Regions from separate parts of the Oryctolagus cuniculus genome. Here all the other regions are linked to region 3. Evidence: chromatin contacts called from public Hi-C and Micro-C data. All regions are on one chromosome and are shown on one strand. The core of a region is the stretch at or near the end of the contact, and the rest is flanking DNA. Distances in the headings are between cores, read along the strand shown. Region 1 overlaps LPP (LIM domain containing preferred translocation partner in lipoma). Region 2 overlaps LOC108177991 (a long non-coding RNA gene). Region 3 has its middle 240 kb from the start of TPRG1.

Region 1 (2,792 bases), core at 35-2,534, 700 kb before region 3:
ACATATGTGGAGAGTTTGGGAGTGGCCGGCTGAGTCGGGAGGGGCATGGAGGTGAGACATCTGTATGGAATCAGCGAGGCGTCCCGGGCGCCCCTATACCGTTTGGGACTTTTCTCCAAGCAGAAGGGAACGATTACCGTGGGGGTTTGGAGAAGGGCTGTGATAGGATTACTCTGGGGTGTGTGTTTTGCTTTTCCTTTCTAAATTTCAGAGTCTTTTCAGGAACTGTGAGGCAGCCTTACCTCTGGGAGTGTGCACTGCCTGCCTTTTCCTCTCCTTTCTAGCCGGGCTTGGCTCTTTCTGGCGCTTCTGATGATGAGCAGTGGCAGAGCGAGCTCCTCGAGCGGGAGCGCGGGCCCGTGGGCCTGTTCCTCCTGGCTCGCCCTTCCCTTTCTCTCCTCCTCTGTCTCTCTCACCACCCCCAGCAGCAGCACTCCCCTCCCTAAAATAAATAAACCCGCCGCAGCAAAAGGTTCCAAGCACATTAGTCACATATCCCAGAAGTTTAATACAGAATTATTTTGACAGTGAGAACAAGAAGTGTTTTCTAGTTGAACGCACAGAACTTGCTTATTCCAACTGGGCTTTCTGCCGCACAGACAGATGATATGTTTTTAGATGGATCGGCTGTGCAGTGCAGGAGTCTGTGTCACTGCCCTTGGATACATAACAAACTGCTCACTACCAAAAGTGGCTGGGGAGAAGATATGAAATGGGGGGGGGAGGAGGAGAGAGATCACGTTCTCATTTCGAGCATAATGTTCTCACTAACAACTTTCATAAGTCACACAGAGATTTCTACGTGTTTATTTATTTATTTGGCTGCCTCTGGAGCCATAAAGTCCCCTTTTAAAACCGGGCTTATGCATGCTCTGACGATGAGCACAGAGCGAGTTATTGCAGTGCGGGTGGCTCTCCAAGCATTCCAGTTGAATAGCTCTTCCAGAAATATTTCTTGACTCACTTATTTAGCACTTTCTTTTGTTGTTACTGAGCAGATTAAAGAATTTTCCCTGCCCTTTGGCCAGGCCCACGGAGCTGTTGTGGATTGGCTTATATCCCCATTTCACAGGTAAAGAAAGGTAGAACAGTGGAGAGATTTTCTTTCTTTCTTTTTTTAACCTGGGGTGCCACAAAGCACCTGCAGGGTCAAAATAAATGTGTGTTCCTCCATCCCCCACACCACCTAACTTCTTCAGGGTCCCTTACTGCTAAGCAAAAAGACTGTTTTTGAGCGACAGTTTACCTGGGAGTGCAGACCTGGAGGCCAGCCTGATGGAGGCCATATCCATTCCTGGGATATGTGCCCTGCTGAGGATCGCCAGCCTTGTCTGGGGCTGGGCTGCCCTGCCTGATTGAAGTGAATGCCCTTTGGAGCTGTCTTAGACAACTCTGATGGTTTCTGGGTAGCTCTGACAGCAACCTCTGTTAGTGCAGGCATTGGCTGGCTGCGTGACCTTGGCCGTGACTTCATTCGGCTCAGTGTTTTCAGATGTTTTTCTTTTGTGGGAGTACTTTTTTAAAAGATTTATTTATTTATTAGGAAGGCAGAGAGAGAGGGAGGGAGGAAGGGGGGAGAGAGAGGGAGAGATCTTTTATCTTTGTTTCATTCCCATAATTAACACACTGGCTGGGGCTAGGCCAGGCCAAAGCCAGGAGCAAAGAGCTTAGAACACCATCTGGGTCTCTGATGTAGGTGACAGAGGCCCACTTGGGCCATCTGCTGCTGCTTCCCCAGGCTAATTAGCAGGGAGCTGGATCAGAAGAGGAGCAGCCAGGACTGGAACCTGTGCCCATATGGGATGCCGCCGGCACAGGTGGTGGTTTAACCCACTGCACCAAGAGTGCTGACCGTTGCTCTTTAAAAATGTCGCAGGAAGACCCAGCAGGCATCCACATAGTGCTGAGCTCTCTCCCCAGAAGCTCTAATTCTATGCCTCTGTGGAACCCACTTAGAGACCCACTGCAGGGGCCCTGATGACCTGAGCTTGGCCTCCTGTCCACATTTTGCCTCTCTGTACATCCTTAAAGTGGAGACAGTGGCGGTCTTACAGGTCAGGAAGATGGGCCCCCTGGGTACCAGACCTTTGCTGGTTACTAAAGTCGGCCTTGGCAGAAGGCCTGCTAGCTCCGTCAGCAGGTGCAGCTCTTCTCAGGGCTCTCGCCGGGCCCTTACACCTGTGTCTGGGTGCCCGGCAGCCAGCGTCATTATTCAGCACTCTGTGCTGACAGCATTGTTAGGCACATCTCACCACCATCACTGGCCCTGGAACCACAGCCTATTCTCCAGGAACATTTATGAGGAGAATCTCATGGCCTTGTGCTATTTCTAAGGCAGTTTTCTGTAAAGTGCGGAGTGAGTTTGCTTTATAAGGGGAGGGCCATTTCTCATTCCTCCTGTGATATTTATTCTGCACCAGCCTTCTTGGGACACTCTGCTGCTCCCCAAAGAAGGTTCTGACCTTTAAGAGCATCCCTTATTTACATTTCACATGGCCAGTCCGTTCCTAAAGAACTTTTACCAGCTAAGATCTCATTTGAGCCTCGAAATAATTCTGAGGCCAGGGAAACTCAGCAAGATTGTATGTGAACGGCGAAGTTCATAGTGCGGTTGAGAATTGTGAGGATTTGAACCTAGGCTCTCTGCCTCACGCCATTGCCCCAAACTATTCATTTTCCTTGCACCAGGAGTTGTGAATGGATATGCTGTTGGTGGGCACCGCTTGCTAAGTGTTGGCTTGCATGTCAAAGGCTGCTGGTAGGTCCTTTGTAAAAAGCCCACTTAATCTTTT
Region 2 (2,700 bases), core at 13-2,512, 900 kb before region 3:
TTGCATTTTGATCATTGCGTGCTCACCTCTGGATGGCTGACTCCTCAGAGTAGGAGTCCGTTCCCCACGACTCACTCCTCTTGGTGCCCCCCGGGAGCGCCGTGATGACTGACCCATTGGGGTGACCTGCAGCTGCTGGACAGCCTGCCTTGAGGGACCAGGGTCCTGGTCACTGGAGGGGCCCAGGCTGGCTGAATGCCACCAAGTTCACTGTAAGAGGTGGCTTCAGCTGTGGGCAGACGGCTGCACTGGCTGCCCCGTTTCCCTGGGGTTCCAGGTTTCATGGGCTTCGAGTCTAGGAAGGGTCAAAGTAAAAGGCTGCTTGCTGCCCCCCCATCTCAAGTTCAAGGCGATCTCTTAGGGATCTGTGCTTGAATGCTCTCCGCCTCACAGGCTAAGGAAAGGCCCTCTCTCTGAAGCTGATGAGTGCCTCCTGTCCTTGCCCAGGGAGTGTTCTGTGTCGCCTGCCGGGCAGGCGCTCTTTTTCCCCTGTTGTCTTGTAGTCTCCCAAGCCCTCTGGCCCGCGTGGACAGGTGAGAAGACAGAAGAGACTCATCCTTCTCCTGTAAGGGTCTCAGTGGCTCCTGCTCTGTCCCGGGAGGTGGAGAAGGCACGCACACCAGGCTGCTTCTTCCCACTCTCTGTGTCCTGCCTTTCTGCGCTGGACAGGATCTTGGTGCTGAGAGCTCTGAAGTCACAAGGGGGAGAGACAAGGGTGTGGAGCAAGGAAGGAGGTTGGAGACGGATCCCCTTCCTTGTGCATTCTGCAGGGAAAAGCGAGAGAATTTGCCTTGTGTCTGTTTTCTGGGTAATTCAGCGTCAAATAGCAATGAGGCCTTGCCAAGTCTTTGTTTGGTTTTCTTTTTTTCCTTTTCCTTCAATCAGCCCCGGGGCCATGGGCAGCGGGCGAGCATGGCAGGGGCAGGGGCTGCACACACCCCGGGGCTGCCGGGGGTGAGGGGGAATGCTGAGCCTGCAGACTGGTCCATTGAGAGCTCCGGCTCATAGAGGAGGGGCGGGGGCACCCCAGCCTCCCGCCACAAGGGCAGCTCTGTCCTGTGGGCACACAGCTCCGTCCCAGCCCCACTGGCTGGGAGAGAACAACATTGCCTTATAAGGCCCCAGCCGCCTTGCCAAGGCTGGACGGCTCCGACAGACTGTAGCTTTCCATTCTCCTGGCCCGCTCCAGTGCAGGCCTTGAATGCAGCCCTTGTTGTCAGGCCCCTCCTCTCCTCCTCAGCCCCCACCCCACCCACTGCTGCTCCCTGCCAGAGCCGGCCCCGCGGGAGCAGGGTAAACAGCACAGAAGCCTCTCCTGCGCTGGGCCTACTGCCACTCCGGCCTGCTGGCGGCAGCACAGGGTAGCAGAAAGCCTTGGGCGCAGGGTTCCGGCTGGGCCGGGCCGGTGTAGGAGGCTTCAGAAAGGGCCTCAGTGCTCGGAGCCTGTTTCCTCACCTGGAAAATGGACGTCTAACAGCCACAGGGTCCAAATTCCTTGCCTCGCATTCAGATCCCTTCCCAGCAAAGAGGCAGCCTAACTTTGCGGCTTAACCTGCGTTCTATCCCCAAAGCCAGGTCCCCACAAGCTCTTCCCCCCATCCCCAGTGACAGGGTGCTCACCTGTTCCCTGCTCATGATCTCCTTCCCTCAGTGGCTCCTGTGTACCTGCCCTGGGAACTCCTCCTGGAGGCCTGCCAGGATGCATGTGCACCCCTCTCACGGCTCCTCTCGTGGGCAATGGCATTGACTTGTTCCCCTGCCCCTGTTCTCCATCAGGTGCTGAGCCCTTCAAGGCTCACGTGGTCTCCTCGTTCTCTTTGCAGCCCTGCTCTGCCACCGTCTAAGCCATGCGCCACGAAAGACCCTGTGCAAACGCCTCAGTGAGCACTGCTGACTAAGCTCCAGAGACAACTCTTGTGCAACCACATCCCAAGCTAAAAGGCGCTGTCCACCTGTGAAAGGCACAACTGTACCAAGCTGCTCTCCACACCCGTTGTTGCGCCATCGCAACCTGAAGTGGTTAACGCTGTTCACCTTGGCAGTCCTCATCCTTAGAAGCCCAGTGTTGGGGCTAAAAGGAATGTATCTAACTTCCTGCACATTGTAGAGTCTGTAGAAGCCATCTGACTGCACAACGGATAAATGGAGGGGCCCTGAGTCCGCAGCCCCATCTCTTTCACCATGTGCACCTGCTAGGTGCCCACTGCATCCTCAGAAAGAAGGAAACACCCAGAGGCTAAAGGAGTTGCGAGCACCATGCTCACTCCAGTCTCAGCATTTGACAGTTGCAAAAACTGAGCTCCTTGAAAGAGCGGTGGCTTTCCCAGTAGCTCCCAAGTCAGTAACAACTTGGGTCGTCCTGGGGTGCATGACTCTTACCCACTAACGTCCTTGTCCCCACCTGGTTGCCCTGCTTAAGACGGTGTGATGATGAGTGAAATCGCATGTCTTGTCAAGCTGAATTCTGGGTCTGGGAAGCCCTGCGCTCCAGGTAAAGAATTTCACTCTGTACTGAAACACCGCTTTCTGGAATAAGATTCTGGAATAAGATTCTGCAAATGATCAGGTCAGTGATTTGCAAGCGCAGCACAGATAAGGAGAGTAGTGAAACCTTCCCCTACTCCCCACAACCCCAGCAGCAGTCACGAGGGGGAGACTTATCTCGGGGTGGAACTCCTCGTTCCCCATGCACACTCTCAT
Region 3 (2,700 bases), core at 45-2,544:
CTGACGTAGGTCCTGCTGGAGAGTGGGACCAGCCTAGTTATATGAAGACAGACGAAGTGATTGGGCTTCCCACTCTGGGCAAGTATGGGAGCCAGTCTTGGGAGAGGTGGCCTCTGACCTCTAGGCAGAGGAGGCCAGTCACGAGGGTGGCTTACACCCAGGTCACTTGTAGCCCTCCTCTGACTAAGAGGATTCCTGCTCCCCCTTGCAGATTAAAGCACACGTGCTCCACACAGCCTGGGATGGCTTTGGCTCCTGACCTGGCCACTCATCAGCAGATGATTGTGAGCAAGTCACTTCCTCCCTGTTAGACTCCATTGCTACAGGGGCGCTGGAGAAATGAGCATAGGACTTTTCACTTTGCTTGTGCCGTCTGGATTCGGTCATCAAGTTCCTGAAAACACTTGGCAAACTGTGAGCACTAGGTGCGTGTGAGATGCTGACAGGAAGAAAAGTCTAAATTTGGCCCCCTCTATAGTTCCTCATAACAGAATTGTGCTGACATAGGACACAAAAGATTTGATGCTAACATAATTGCCAAGAAAAATGGGCACAGTTTCCATGCTGTGCAACTATTATCCCCATGATTGAGAATCAGCCGGCATGAGCAGGTTTTCCGGTGTGGGTAAGGGAGTAGGGAGGGGTAGGTGCTAAACCAGGAAAGGAGAGGGAATGCTCATCTGTCATACAGATCCACGCCTAGAGTCACTGGCACTGAAGTGAGACTTGTTTCAGGTGACCCTTCGATAAGGCAAAGGAGAGGAGGTCTCTTGGGCTGGACTGTGCTGATTCACCTTCGTGCTCTGTGCCACACTCCAGTGCCACATCCCAGCCTCAGTTTCTCCACCTGTAAAACGAGATACTATTTGTCCGCTGCCGGTTGAAAAGATCGAGGCTCTTCCCATCCATTAGATATGCATGAGATTTCTAAGGCTGGAGATGACTGGGGTAGGAAACAAGCTGTCGCCTCAGTCCTGGACTGAGGCCTCTTAACCCAGTTCTGGAATGCAGCACTGGGCGCTGGCGGGAGGGAGTGAGAGGATTCGTGTGCGTCAGTAAGTGTGCGTGCTTCTAAATGAATCACTTGGTATCTAGCAGGGCAGCACCTGCTCCTCAGTCTCCAACGGCAGCGCGAGCAACAAGATCATTCAAAAGCGGCCGCTTTCCATTCACGTCTATTATTAGAGCGCAGGCTGCAGCGGTGCTGGAGCTGCAGGCGGAGGCTGGGAGGTGGGGGTGGGAAGGGGGAGAGGGGGAGGACTCGGGGCGGGGCCGAAACTCCCTGGCCCCGCCCCCCGCCTCCCAGGGCGGGAGTCGCCAGAGTGCTCCTGTCCACCCCACACCCACCCTCTATCCCTGCTGTGTCTTGGGGTTGGCTCTGCTCACTGCAGGATTCCTGGACGACGGGCCCTCCGAACCCTCACTTGGGATGGCTCTGGTGCAGTCAGTAAGCACCTTTAGTGCTGTGCCTCCAGCAGGGCAGCTATATTTAGAGTGGCAACCCTCCCCGCCCCGCAGGCCCGGGCCCCGCCCTCTGCTAGCCCGCTCGCTCCGCCCCGCTCCAGCCGCCCCTCCCAGCCACCTCTCCCTCTTTGTCGCATTACATAGTAATCTGAGATGCATTGGATGAGCTCCAGGGAACAGAATGTACTTGGCAGAGACACGGGGCTTGATGTCTGCAAAATGTCGGAAACGCAGCCAAGAGCTGCTAACTGGGTCATTAACCTCCAAAAGCAAAGCGAAGACTGTAGGCCCGCTCTGCCTCCCTTCATCTCGCCAATAAAAGTGCCTCAGTGTGAGGGAAGAAAAAGCCCAAGGTTGGCGGCTTTGATTTCTAGGCACCAAAGGCAGGCCCATTCCTTCCTCCCGGCCGGGCCCCAGCCCCTCCGCGCCACCCCTGCGCCGCATCACGGTTTACAAGTGGCCTTTGAAGGCCCAGCAGCCCCACAGGGCCACACTGGCACCTCTGTAAAGACGTGACCTGACAGCCTGGCCTGCCCTACACACGGCCTTGGGCCTGCTTCCCTGGGTCTGAGGAGAGAGGGGTGGGGGGAGCCGGGGTGTAGGGAGGATGGGTCACCTGCCAAAGGAGAGGATCTTAGCCATCCCTAGCCTCACTCCTTCACCCTCTCCTCCTCCTCTTCCTTCTCCTCCTCCTCCACTACCTCCTCCTCCCATCACCCCTCCCCTCTACCCTCTTTCTGTCTTCTGCGCCTTCTGAGAGTAGCCTGGGAGGTTAGTGCATAAATACATGGCCCGACTCCAGGAGACTTCAGTTGAGTGGCAGCTCTGTCACTCACGAGGTGACCTTGGGTGAGTCACTCACTTCTCTGCTCTTTAATTCCCTGATTTCTTAATTGTTCACCCTAATAACACCTTCCTGACCTACCACAAGACACAGTGAGATCCCAAGGGGAAAGTCTCTGACTGCTTGACCCTTACCCCTCTGAGAGTCTCATGGTCTGAGTTCCTCTGACCTTGTGTGAACTCCTGGAAAATACGAATAATAATGGGCTCACCAGGGAGCTTCAAAGATTTGAATAGTTGCCAGGGGCTAGCCCCTCAAATCCACCCCCAACAAGTTTTCCAACCCTGTTGGATTGCCTAACAGTCACTTCCCCTAATGTTCAAATCCTCTTCTGCAGTGGCTGGAGAAAGTGCTTGGTGCGGAAGCCAAAAGAGGTAGTTCAGTTCCTCAAA

What was found. Hi-C and Micro-C count contacts between places; a contact is called where the count stands out from the background.
Region 1: a contact with region 3 is called in a Hi-C map of psoas muscle, with 9 times the contacts expected there. The contact joins two enhancer-like sites. A contact is called at or near these places in 2 of 6 Hi-C or Micro-C datasets (psoas muscle and skin fibroblasts).
Region 2: a Micro-C map of ear pinna shows a contact between it and region 3, with 6 times the contacts expected there. The contact joins two enhancer-like sites. A contact is called at or near these places in 3 of 6 Hi-C or Micro-C datasets (ear pinna, psoas muscle and skin fibroblasts).

The regions. Positions count from the first base shown.
Region 1 is chr4:91,395,438-91,398,229 of mOryCun1.1, reverse strand. All of the region lies in intron 2 of LPP (LIM domain containing preferred translocation partner in lipoma), which reads left to right. Among named protein-coding and RNA genes, the nearest start is that of LPP, 110 kb to the left of the region's middle. Within about 2 kb of position 1,284, at least 4 of the 8 cell types and tissues checked have an H3K27ac peak or open chromatin away from gene starts, as enhancers often do.
Region 2 is chr4:91,594,878-91,597,577 of mOryCun1.1, reverse strand. All of the region lies in intron 2 of LOC108177991 (a long non-coding RNA gene), which reads right to left. Among named protein-coding and RNA genes, the nearest start is that of LPP, 94 kb to the right of the region's middle. Within about 2 kb of position 1,262, at least 5 of the 8 cell types and tissues checked have an H3K27ac peak or open chromatin away from gene starts, as enhancers often do. A contact at or near this core is called in ear pinna, where this site is marked.
Region 3 is chr4:90,694,980-90,697,679 of mOryCun1.1, reverse strand. No RefSeq gene overlaps it. Among named protein-coding and RNA genes, the nearest start is that of TPRG1, 240 kb to the right of the region's middle. Within about 2 kb of position 1,294, at least 4 of the 8 cell types and tissues checked have an H3K27ac peak or open chromatin away from gene starts, as enhancers often do. A contact at or near this core is called in ear pinna, where this site is marked.